Regions from separate parts of the Canis lupus genome. Here region 1 is linked to region 2. Evidence: chromatin contacts called from public Hi-C data. All regions are on one chromosome and are shown on one strand. The core of a region is the stretch at or near the end of the contact, and the rest is flanking DNA. Distances in the headings are between cores, read along the strand shown. Region 1 holds the start of LOC102151745 (sesquipedalian-1-like). Region 2 holds the start of ZNF768 (zinc finger protein 768).

Region 1 (6,101 bases), core at 443-2,942, 150 kb after region 2:
CCAAAGTGCTCATGCAATTCCTGGAAGCTGGAGGGGATACCGAGGGTGGCAAGAAAGCCACAGTCCTCTGGGGGTGAGCTGGGCTCTTGGCCAGCTGCCTGGCACAGCTCCCGGTACTGGGCCTCCAGGGGGGGTAGTAGCGCCACCAGCCGCCTCCAGCTCGCCCCAGCTAGTGCCCACAGCCAGGCTCCCAGCTCTTCCTGGTTTTCTGCTGCCAATTTGTAGGCACGCCCAGCTGTTCCCTCAACCCTAGGGGTCAGTATGGTAAAGGCATAGGGTTCTGTGGCCCCAAGGCGTGGCTCCACCCGACAGTTTTCCAAGAGAATGAGGCCCAGGGGTGTGTGGTCCGCCTGGTTCTCCAGGTAGAAGAGGAGGTTTCCCCGGAGGATGAACCAGCGGCGTTGATAGCTGATATTTCGGGCTCCTTTCTTCAGCAAGATGCCCTCGCGGTCTGGAGCTTTTCTGTATCCACGGAAGAAATTGAGTACGGATTTCTGGTGCAGTTTCATGGTAGTCCAATCTGGGAGTAGACCTTGGGGGCAGGAGAGAGAGCTGGTCCTAGCCTAGTGGGATTTAAGAGTGTCCTCAAGAGTACAGGTCTTGCTCCCCCCCCCCCCCCCCAGCACTGGGGCCGACACCTCCCACCTACAGTTCTCCCCTTTGGGCTAGTTTACAGACCCTGGGCAGGGGCCGCTGGCCTGGACCCCTATTTGCTTGCGCCTGTAGTTGGAGAGACGCACTGTTGCCCTTTTCCAGGCCTACCTGAAATCAGGGCACAAGAAACTTCGGCCTGGGTACTGGACACAGGTACCACCGTCACCTTTCCGAGACGGCTCTTCCCACCTCTCAAACCAGGAACTCCCCAGGGGATAGGTGTCGGGTAAATGACTTCCCCCGGGTCCTAAAGAGACCTGTGTTCGGCAAGTGCCCCGGAACCACCCCGGGCCTCCAGGCTGGCCATCAGAACCGGGTCTTGCCTCGGGGAAAAGAGCAGGGCCGCACCTCGGGGTAGGAGTGGACTGGACTGGACGCTGAGTGGAAAGGAAGGGTTTCCAAGAAGATTCTGGTGAGGGGCGCAAAGCCCTTGGGCAACCCTGGGGAAAGTGATTCAACTATGGAAAGGGAAACGGGCCATTGTCCCACTTTGCTCCTCCATCATGGTCCTGGGCGCCCCTTTAAGTAGAGTGCGCTCTGCTTTCTCCCCAGAGCCTCTGACTGCTGTCGGAGGGAATCGAAACCGCATCCGGCCATCTCTCTCGTCTGATCGGGGCCTAGGCGTTCGTACGTCCCCTGTTCTCGCCATTGTCGCCCCACACTGATCACGTCACTCTGGGTTGGGCGGGGAGGTGTTTCCCGCTCACTGTGTACTTCCGCCCGCTTCTCCACTTAGTCCCCTACCCCGAGTGAAGCCACTTCCGGCCTTCTCCAGCGCCTTCCGCAGTTCCCTTCCGGGTGATGGCGGCCGCTGCCCCGGACGTAGCCGTGGGGAAAGCAGCTCTCTTTTTCCTTCCCCGCCGGCCTCCCGTCGATCTTTAGGTGAGCGCGCGCCGGTGGGGTCCTGGAATCCTCGCGGTTCTGCCGCCCCTCTGATTTGTACACTTAGCCCGGGACAGTTGGGGGTCACCCCTCGGAGCCGGGAGTTCGGCGCGGGGAAGAGGGGGTCGGCCAGGACGCCAGGTCCTGGGTCCGCCCGGGCCCCGCGGGCTCTGAGGGAGCTGGGGGTGTAGGAGCCGGTGTCAGCCCTCAGAGCCTCGTCGCACCCAGGACTGCGGGGGCCAGGAATGGGGGGGCATGTGTGGGGGGTCTGTCTCCTTTCGTCAAGGGTGGGGGTTGCCCGTGGGAAGCCCCTCCGCGCGTCCGCCTCTCCGGCCCCGCACCAGCAACTCTTTTGGACCAAACCAAGTCCCCGGGGCCTCCTGGCGGCCGACTTCCCTTTCGGCCCCTGACTCTGCACCCTCTCTTCCCAAGCTGGATCTAGTGCGTACCAGGTGATTATTTGTTGTGCTGGCGGCCCTTCGGCGGTGAGTAGCCTCGCCCAGTTCCCTTAATCTGCACCCTTTCCCTCGCTCAGCTTGGCGAAGGCCCCTCTGTGCAGGCATGCCAAAGAGGAAAGTGACCTTCCAAGGCGTAGGAGATGAGGATGATGAGGATGAAATCAGTGTCCCCAAGAAGAAGGTGAGGTGGCCAGACTCCTGTATTCTGGGGAGGAGTGAGGGCAGGGAGAAGGAACTGGAGGCTAGAAGAGAAAGAAAGCTGGTGGGGATAAAGCGGTGAAAGGTCTCGCTTTTTCCATGTTCTCTGGGAAATGGGTTTGGAGAATTTTCAGTCTGAGAAAGCTTTGAAGAAAAACCTTCCTAGAGTACTTTGAGGAATAGCCGCAAACCTGCATCTCTCAACTTGCTGGCTCCTCACAGCTGGTGGATCCTGTGGCTGGGGCAGGGGGTCCTGGGAGCCGCTTCAAAGGCAAACACTCTTTGGACAGTGATGAGGAGGATGATGATGATGAGGGGTCCAGCAAATACGACATCCTGGCCTCAGAGGATGTGGAAGGTGAGCTAAACCCAAGAATTGTTGCTGCTGGAGGAACAGATGGGGTTTCACGGGATATGGGGTGGAGAAGGCTCTTGTCTGTTTTTGCTTGCTCAGCCTGGGCCACCTGTGTCTTTGGTGCAGGTCAGGAAGCAGCCACACTCCCCAGTGAGGGAGGTGTGCGGATCACACCTTTCAACCTGCAGGAAGAGATGGAGGAAGGCCACTTTGATGCTGATGGCAATTACTTTCTGAACCGGGATGCTCAGATCCGAGATAGCTGGCTGGACAACATTGACTGGGTGTGGCCCAGGGGTTGACTTTGGCTGGGGACCTGGAGGCAGCAAGTGCTGGGCTTGTGCCCTGCTCACGGTTTGTAAGAGATAACCGACCCCCCCCCCCCCACCCCGTTTTCATATCACAGGTGAAGATCAAGGAGCGGCCACCTGATCAGCGCCCACCTTCAGACTCAGAGGAAGAAGACAGCCTGGGCCAGACACCAATGAGTGCCCAAGCCCTCCTGGAGGGCCTTCTGGAGCTGCTGTTACCCAGAGAGACAGTGGCCGGGGCACTGAGGCGTCTGGGGGCCCGAGGAGGAGGAGGTGGCAAAGGGGGCAGCAAGGGGGCTGGGCGGCCTAGTTCCCCTCAGCGCTTGGATCGGCTCTCTGGGTTGGCTGACCAGATGGTGGCCCGGGGCAACCTCGGTGTATATCAGGAGACAAGGGAACGGTTAGCCATGCGGCTGAAGGGGTTGGGGTCCCGGACTCAGGGACCCCCTGACCCCACACCCCCACCCTCTCTGGACATGTTTGCTGAGGAAGTGGCAGAGGGGGAGCTGGAGACCCCAACCCCCACACAGAGGGGAGGTAAGATCAGAAGGCAGAGGAGGGGTGTTGGGGCAGGAGGTAGGGCACTTGAGGGCCAGATGGCTTTGCCTGTTGTTTTAGAAGCAGAATTGAAAGGAGATGATGGTCTGGTGGACGTGATGTGGGAATATAAGTGGGAGAACACAGGGGATGCTGAGCTGTATGGGCCCTTCACCAGCACCCAGATGCAGGTAAGCCCTTTCCTGCTTCTACCACTACCCCCCTTCCCTTCTCCCATGAGTCTTTCCCCAGCTCTGCTTTCCTTTCCTGCAGACCTGGGTGAACGAAGGCTACTTCGCAGATGGTGTTTATTGCCGGAAGCTGGACCCTCCCGGTGGACAGTTCTACAACTCCAAACGCATTGACTTTGACCTCTACACCTGAGTCTGCTGAGGGCCCAGTTTGGTGGTCCCTTCTTTCCTTGACTCTGGAGGAGGCCCCAGCTGTCTCAGGCATTGAGGATTTTGGGGGCCACCTTTCAGTCCATTTTCCTTTCCCAATAAAAGCCTTTAGTTGTATGTTAGGGCCTTGGCTGTGCTGATGGCCAGGAGCTAAGGTGCTTCATAGCCCCTTTGGACTTGCCTCATGAAGTTCTTCTTGGGAGTGTTTGGTCACTTGAGCCACCTCACCTTTGTTTACCATTCCCAAGGTAGAGCCAGGGCTCCCAGGTGGCCTGTGGCCTTCCCACCTGGATTCTGCTCACCATCTCAAAAATCTCTTTGCTCACCTGCTGTTCTCCAGTACCCTCGGAGCAGGGTTCCTGTTTTGTTTTTCTGCAGTCCTGTTTTTAGAACTTTAGAGTCTCTAGCCAGTATAAGATGGAGCTTCAGAAGTAGAAATTTTTAGGCTTCAAAAGGGCTGAGACATATGCTGGGGGTGAGTGGGAAGCCTGGTACCCACTCCCTCCCCACCCCCTCGGGATCTCCAGCTCCTCAGGCGAAGTGTGAACTCCAGGCCACCTGGGCCAACCATTGAACAGACAAAGAGGGGCAGTGTCTCCCTGGAGCTCACACAGCAATCTGAGCATGACTTGACCCCATGGGTTTCTTGCCCAGACCTTTCTTGGCACCTTTGAGGCCCTGAAGCTTCCATTCCCTGGGCTCTCGTGGTGTGCCTGGTATGAGGCTAGTGCTTTGAAGGAACTCTCAATAACTAGGGAGCTGATCCACTTCCAGGAATTCAGATTCTGAAGAGTGGGGTCGGGAAGGAGACAGGTATCATTGAACCTGGACCTCCCACCTCTAACCAGTTTTGCCTTATGCCTCTTCTCTCATGCACCAGGTTAGGGGGAGTCCTCCACATTTCTACCTCGACTGTCCATTGGTGTCTCAGCAGGGCTGTAAAATTACTCCTCATGTTCTGAATGAATTGATCTAGGTAGTGGCTTGGTGGTTGGGACTTTGAAAAGCTTCCAGGTGATTCCAATGTGTGGATGAGTGGAAAACCATCGGGTGGGACTCCTGTGATTGGGTTCCACCTCAAGCGAGGGGCCTCTTCCCAAATCCTGCGGTGGTGGCAGAGGTGAACAGGTGTGGCCAGGGCTCCGCTGGAGTCTGTTACAGGACTGTGGAGCACCAGAGCCCCAGGTGGAAGGAGCCAGACTGGGAAGTAGGAAAGACAAGGACAGGGTGGGGATACTTGGTACTCCAGCAAGGTCTCCAACTTCTGTGATAATTAGGTCTGTGCTAGTGCCAGTCCAGACTTGGGTTTCACCGACTCCAAGATCCCTTCAGTTGTAAGAACTCTTTATGTGTCATTGAGGAAGAAAACCCTGCCAATTACATTTACGAGATGTCAATGATTAAAAGGTGCATCCTGATTTCAGAAACAAGAAAGGAAAAGCAGTACAGCTGCCACCTTTATAACCCCAATGACTGGCTTGTGGGAGGGGCTTAGTGTTTGGTGAATAGGTAGCAGTTCCCTTGAGACTGCCACCAGCACCTGGGGCCTCCACCTGGCCAGAACGGACTCCCATCTTCCCCTCACAGCGTCCTCCTGGGTTCACCCTTTTTCTTTTAAAGAATTTATTCATGAGAGACACACAGAAAGAGGCAGAGATAAGGCAGAGGGAGAAGCAGGCTCCACACAGGGAGCCCGATGTGGGACTCGATCCCGGGACTCTGGGATCATGCCCCGGGCCGAAGGCAGGTGCTAAATCGCTGAGCCACCCAGGGATCCACCCCCCTGCCTTTTTTTTAACTTTTTTTTTTTTTAATTTTTATTTATTTATGATAGTCACAGAGAGAGAGAGAGAGAGAGGCAGAGACACAGGCAGAGGGAGAAGCAGGCTCCATGCACCGGGAGCCCGACGTGGGATTCGATCCCGGGTCTCCAGGATCGCGCCCTGGGCCAAAGGCAGGCGCTAAACCGCTGTGCCACCCAGGGATCCCTGCCGCCTTTTTTTATTTTGAGAGATTGAGAGGTGGGAAGGAGCAGAGGGAGGAGAGAGAATTTTTTTTTTTTTTTTAAGATTTTCTTTATTGGGACCCCAGGGTGGCTTGTCTGCCTTCAGCTCAAGTCATGACCCAGGAATCCTGGGATTGAATTCCACATTGGGCTCACCACAGGAAGCCTGCTTCTCCCTCTGCCTGTCTCTACCTCTCTCTGTGTCGCTCATGAATAAATAAAACCTTTAAGAAAAAATATTCATGAGAGACATAGGCAGAGGGAGAAGCAGGCTCCCTGCAGAGAGCCTGACAGGATTGG
Region 2 (6,320 bases), core at 881-3,380:
GTTTGCAGGGCTTGCATAGGGCCCCAAAGTCAGACCCAGCTCCTCTGCTTCTTGCCCTCATGACCCAGCTTTCTGCCATTTTCTGATTTTTGAGTGTCACAAAATGCTTAAGCTTCAGCCTCACTCTCTTCTCAGTTACTCCTTTCTTGGCATGGATGGATACTGCTACCAGAGATGGGGCTCCCTTTTCTCTCTGCTACCCTAGTTCTTTGAGGCTCAGACCCTAAAGCACTTTAAGTCAGAAAGAGGGTTTTCCTAGGGCTTTCTTGGTACATCAGGAGAAATACTTGTCTGAACCAGACAAAATGAGGCCCATCCACAAGGCCAGAGTGAAATGTCAAGGTCATGACCACATGACTCATTCCCAACGTGTCCAAGCCATATAAAATAAGGACAAGTGTTGATCTGGGCTTGTGAAAAGATGTTTATGACTCAAAGAAGCAAAAACTTGCTCTAGACCGTATTTTTTTCCTTCCTTCCTTCCTAGATTTCATTTGAGAAAGCAGAGTGAGAGAGAGAGAAGGAGAGGACAAGTGGAGAGGGAAGGGGCAGAGGGAGAAGCAGGCTCCCTGCAGGGATCCTGACACAGGGCTCCATCCCAAGACCAGGATCATGACCAAGCTGAAGGTGGATGCCTAACTGACAGCCACCCATGCGCCCCTAGGCAATTATTTTTCAAAGTAAGGCCTTTCTGCCACAGAATCCCATTCAGTAACTAAAATGTAGTCTGCTCCCTGGGCTTTGTCTCTGGACTATTGAATCAGAATCTCCAGGGATGGAATCTTACACATGGTAATGATGCTCTGAACAAAATGTTACTTTCTAGCTGCTCTTAGTTTTGCAAACGCTTGAGGTCAAAGGATGACCTAGCCATATACAAAGACTCCCATTTTCTTTGTTCTTCTCAAAGGAGACTGTGCCATGGCTGAGCTCTTCCTGGGTACCTATATATCTTGAATATACGGAGGTCTCTTTGTAGCATCTGACAGATCCTCTTAGAGGGCCTGTCTGTTGCATGTAGGGTAAAAGCAGTTCACACAGGAGTCTCCCTCCCATTGAGGACCTATGCTCAAGTGTTGGCCAAGTTGGCTGGACCATAAGCCTTAGCTGCACACCAGGAATGATGCCATGGACAAAGTGGCCACCCAACTCAGAACACAAACACAGCTTTTCCTCACTAGTACACACTGGTAGAATAAGGTCAGTGGACTCCTGCCTTGAATTAGTTGGTACTGGGTCAAGCTGGAACCCACATCAGAGGATTCCCTTTCTTAGAGCCTCCACTGCTCTGGGTGAGTGGCAGAGAGAGGCTAGTTGCTTCTCAGGCCCATTGCATGGATAGGACTGGTGCTGGAGGAAGCTGCCTGGAAGTCAGCTACTCTTCTACTCTAGGCACTAGTGAGACTGAATTTCCATGTGGCAGTGTGGGTGCCAAAGCAGCTTGAAGCCTTGGCCTGACGTCTGCTACATGTGGGGCTATGGAGAGTACAGGTCATGGAATAGTGTCGGAGCTGTGGCTGGAGGCCTCGCCATCCCCTTTGTAGAGAGCAGCTTCTCTCCTGTGTAGATTTTCTGGTGGGTAAACAGGTTGGAGGTCAGATAAAAGTGTCTCATGAAGGAGACTTTTTTTTTTCTCGTTTGTGTGAGTGGTTTGGGAATGACCGGAGTATGCCCCGGGTCCTCTCCTTTCATAGTCTGCACACTTACAGGGGGTTCTGCCCTTGTGGGCCATCTAGTAGTGAACTATGTGAGCTGTTCTTCACACATGGTTGTAGGATAGACCGACTTTGGGGTGGGAGACAAGCATGGAGCTGGAAGCTCTTCCTCTGCAGGGGAGAAAACTACTCCTGCTTTATTTGTAGGAAGATAATTATGATTCTATTTATAAGCCTGTTTTCCCTAGGCTTCTACTACTTGCAATTCTCCAAATTCTTGTTCTCCTCTCTTTTCAGGAGAATGGAAGATGCCATCTTTCCTCCTAAACCAGTTTCTTCCCTTCATTTGTCTGAGAAGGCAACAAGATAACACAGCCATGGCTCCTGCATCACTCACACAGGGAGAATTTGGCTCATCAATTGTCAAGAACGCTACCAAAATACTTTCAGAAGCAAGGGCCTAAAAGGGGGTGGGGGTAGGGGCACAAGAATTCTCTTTCCAGTATCACTCTTCCCTTGCTTGATTCAAAGCTCCACCAAGGGCAGTGTTCCTCAGGTTCCCTTCTCAAGTTTCTGTCCAAGTCAGGGCTGGAGAGTTCTTAGCTCCCTTAAAGGCCAGATGGTTTTCTACTTCTCCTCCTGAACTCCACCACCCTCACCTAGAAGTAACTCCCATAAGATCCCTGCCTCTTTGTGAGAAAATCCAGGAACCTGGGACTAAGGCTCCCATCTCAGGGAAGGTGGAAGGGATAGGCAGGTAATAGAAAAGAAAGCAGCCCTCGCCTCTGCGGGAGCATCCGCCGACTGGCCCCTTCAGCACCAGGAACCTGTGGGAGAAAGGAAAGTACTGGGAAAGGAAGTATGCGGAAGACCTGGGGAGAAGGTTGTCTGTCTCCAGATCCCTTGGCTTTCTTCAGAGATAAGACGTAATGAAAGGTAAATGGGGGCGGGAAAAGTTCTGAAAGCACCAGCCCGACGACTGAAAGGGAGACGCCAGGCGCCTCCCTCTCAGCTCTCGGCGGGCACTTCTGACCACTGGGGTAGGTGGTCCCCCTCCAGCCAATCAGAAAGGTGCCTGGCGTTCCCTGGCGACCATTCAAGCCTATCAGTTGGTGAATAGCGCTAGGAGGCGGGACGATGAGAGCACGAGCTCCCCCGGCCAATCGCCGCACTCCCAGGGAGTTAGGGGCGGTGCTTCTGGAAACTGGAGGCGGAGCTGTTTCCTTGGCAACGATCCTAGCCCTCCAGGAGTCGGTAGGGTGGAGATTAGGAGGAGCAGAGAGGGGAGGGGGACAGGAGGAGTGGGGGTGGGCGCACCGGTGCGGAGGAGTAGAGTTCGGGGTGGCAGGGTGGGAATCCCTGGCTCAGGAGCTCAAGGCGGGGGGTCGGTCCGGGTTCCCGAGGCACGGCCGGAGCTGACCCCCAGGCCCAGGAGGGGAGGGGAGCTAGACACCGCCCCCGCTGGCGCCGGGAAGCGTCGCTCCTTCTCGCTGACCTTGGTCTCGATTGTCGCCTCGCCCTTGGCCACAGGCACTGACGGACGCAGGGCCCGGGTGACGGATAGATAGGCTCCTGGACGGATGGAGACCTAGGACACAGCACACAAACTACCCCAGCCTTTTCTGCCTGCTCCAGGGCGCCCCGTCCTCCCCCACCTGAACGCCGGGGCCATCCAGCCCAGGGTTAATGCCAACGAGTTTCCACCTCCAGCCGCTCCTAGAGAGGCCGTGGCGCTAGCCAGCGGGGGAAACTGGCCGCGGACGGACACTTCCTGTGCGGGGGGAGGAGGGGGTCGGATAGCCGCAGACCAGCCCGGGCTGGGGGGCCAGACGGCGGGGTCGCGGGCGGGGAGCGGCCTCCGGGGGCGGCAGGGCGAGTCGTGAAGACCCTCACCTCCGAGGCCACGACGCACGGGACCTTGGAGGGCCCCAGGGCAAGGCGAGACCTTGTGGGTGGGGGCGGGGCCGTGGGTAGGGGAGGGGCCCAGCCGGCTGGAGAGGCCCAGGGTCAAGACGTCCGGCCTCAGGGGCCCGGGCTGGGCAGCCGGGTCCCCTGGGCGGCGCTGAGCAGGCGGGCGGCGAGGGCCCGGGTCTCAGGGCACTCAGGCCTGGTCGCAGGATCGTCCGCCATCACCGCCACCGCCGCACTGGGAGCCGGCGGGGATGGAACGGGAGGCGTCGCCGTGGGGCCTCGAGCCCGGGGATGTGCAAAGTCCTGACGAACTGGGGAGCCCCGAAGGGTCCCTCAAAGGTGAGGGAGGGAGCGCCTCTCCGAGGAGCGTGCCTGGGGGCGGGAGGGGGGGCTGTGGGCCGTGGGAGGGGAAGGGAGCCGGGGGGCTTGGACACCTGGGACTTGGAGGCGGGGGCGGGGACTGGACGTCCCGGGTCGGCGGAGGGGGAGGTGGGAATTTCAGCACCTGCTCTAGGGCCAGCGACCCTGTTGGAGGAGGGAGAGGCTTGTGGCAACTAGTGGGACTAAATGACCTTCCAGACCGCACACAATCTGGGTTTTCTGTAACTCTCTGATCCTGCAGGCAACATGAGTGAGAATGAGGAAGAAGAAATGTCTCAACAAGAAGGCACTGGGGACTATGAGGTCGAAGAGATACCCTTTGGGCTGGATCCCCAGAGCCCTGGGTTTGAGCCGCAGAGCCCTGGGTTTGAATCCCAAAGCCCCAGGTTTGAGCCGGAAAGCCCAGGGTTTGAATCCCGAAGCCCTGGGTTTGTGCCCCCAAGCCCTGAATTTGCACCCAGAAGTCCTGACTCAGATTCTCAGAGCCCTGAGTTTGAACCCCAAAGTCCAAGGTATGAGCCCCAAAGCCCTGGCTATGAACCCAGGAGCCCTGGTTATGAACCCAAGAGTCCTGGGTATGAACCCAAAAGCCCTGGGTATGAACCCCGGAGTCCTGGGTATGAATCCCAGAGCCCAGGATATGAGCCCCAGAATCCTGAGTTCAAAACCCAAAGCCCTGAATTTGAAGCTCAAAGTTCCAAATTTGAGGAAGGTGCAGAGATGCTTCTGAATCCTGAAGAAAAGAGTCCTTTGAGCATCCCCTTGGGAGTCCACCCCTTGGACTCCTTCACCCAGGGGTTTGGGGAGGAGCCCACGGGGGGTCTGCCCCTAGGGCCACCTTTTGAGATGCCCACAGGGACCCTGCTGGCTACACCCCAGTTTGAGATGCTCCAAAATCCCCTGGGCCTGACAGGGGCCCTTCGGGGTCCAGGTCGGCGGGGTGGCCGGGCCAGGGGTGGGCAGGGCCCTCGGCCTAATATCTGTGGCATCTGTGGGAAGAGCTTCGGGCGGGGCTCCACCCTGATCCAGCACCAGCGCATCCATACGGGTGAGAAGCCCTATAAATGTGAGGTCTGTAGCAAGGCCTTCTCCCAGAGCTCTGACCTCATCAAACACCAGCGCACCCACACGGGCGAGCGGCCCTACAAGTGTCCCCGTTGTGGCAAGGCCTTCGCCGACAGCTCTTACCTGCTTCGCCACCAGCGTACCCACTCTGGTCAGAAGCCCTACAAGTGCCCGCACTGTGGCAAGGCCTTCGGTGACAGCTCCTACCTCCTGCGGCACCAGCGCACCCACAGCCACGAGCGGCCCTACAGCTGCCCCGAGTGCGGCAAGTGCTACAGCCAGAACTCTTCCCTCCGTAGTCACCAGAGGGTGCACACCGGGCAGAGGCCCTTCAGCTGTGGCATCTGTGGCAAGAGCTTCTCACAGCGCTCGGCACTTATCCCCCATGCCCGCAGCCACGCCCGTGAGAAGCCCTTCAAGTGCCCTGAGTGCGGCAAGCGCTTTGGCCAGAGCTCTGTGCTGGCCATCCATGCCCGCACCCACCTGCCAGGCCGTACCTACAGCTGCCCCGACTGCGGCAAGACCTTCAACCGCTCCTCCACGCTGATTCAGCACCAGCGCTCCCACACAGGCGAGCGGCCCTACCGGTGTGCCGTGTGCGGCAAGGGCTTCTGCCGCTCCTCCACACTGCTGCAGCACCACCGGGTGCACAGCGGGGAGCGGCCCTACAAGTGCGATGACTGTGGAAAAGCCTTCTCACAGAGCTCCGACCTCATCCGCCACCAGCGGACCCACGCAGCCGGCCGGCGCTGACCTGGGGCCCTGCCAGGGGTGGGGAGGTGATGGGCAGGAGAAACGGGCCAGGGAGCTGAGAAACCTTTAGAGGGAATAGTGGAAAACCTGGGGGAGGATGGAAGAGTTGAGGGCCAGGGTGGAGGAAGTTACGTGCCCTGGAGACTTCTGGGAAATGGGCTATGAAGAGGGGTTGGAGAGAGGCCAAGCAGGCAGTGGGAGGCTCTGGGAGAGATCCAGAAAAGAGGTCAGTGGAGAGCTGGCCTCAGCAGCAGCATGCCCCTTGGTGGGTGCCTGGCTTGGCAAAGCTCTAGGCTGGGGTGGGGGGAGGGGGGAGGGTTACTTAATTAGAGTGGGTAGCTTAGATTGGTAGCTACTGAGACCCTGGTTGAGTCAGGAAGGGGTGAGGGTAGGTGGGGTGGGGAGTGGGGCCCTGGGGTGGGGCTTGGGCCTCAGTGCAAACTCCAGCCTCCCTTGTCTTCCTCAGGCTTTGGAGCCCTTGAATTTGAGTTCAATAAAAACCTTTATGTGGTAAAAGAGACTTGTCCTTAAAATGTGTGCATGGACAGTGCCCTG

The links. A called contact is a pair of places that touch in the nucleus more often than the background predicts.
Region 1: a contact with region 2 is called in a Hi-C map of blood, with 2.2 times the contacts expected there. The contact joins the promoter of LOC102151745 here to the promoter of ZNF768 in region 2. A contact is called at or near these places in 3 of 9 Hi-C or Micro-C datasets (amygdala and blood).

What each region holds. Positions count from the first base shown.
Region 1 is chr6:17,900,825-17,906,925 of UU_Cfam_GSD_1.0, forward strand. It overlaps LOC102151745 (sesquipedalian-1-like), which reads right to left and starts at 1,693. Exons shown (of 2, transcript XM_038539830.1): 1 at 1,399-1,693; 2 at 1-532. The coding sequence starts at 509. CD2BP2 (CD2 antigen cytoplasmic tail-binding protein 2) reads left to right here and starts at 948. Exons shown (of 10, transcript XM_038539829.1): 1 at 948-1,066; 2 at 1,207-1,281; 3 at 1,391-1,536; 4 at 1,969-1,988; 5 at 2,072-2,175; 6 at 2,483-2,550; 7 at 2,674-2,831; 8 at 2,954-3,395; 9 at 3,477-3,586; 10 at 3,669-3,914. The coding sequence starts at 2,135. The coding sequence ends at 3,779.
Region 2 is chr6:17,755,369-17,761,688 of UU_Cfam_GSD_1.0, forward strand. It overlaps ZNF768 (zinc finger protein 768), which reads left to right and starts at 2,131. Exons shown (of 3, transcript XM_038539807.1): 1 at 2,131-2,909; 2 at 3,186-3,905; 3 at 4,189-6,082. The coding sequence starts at 3,818. The coding sequence ends at 5,765.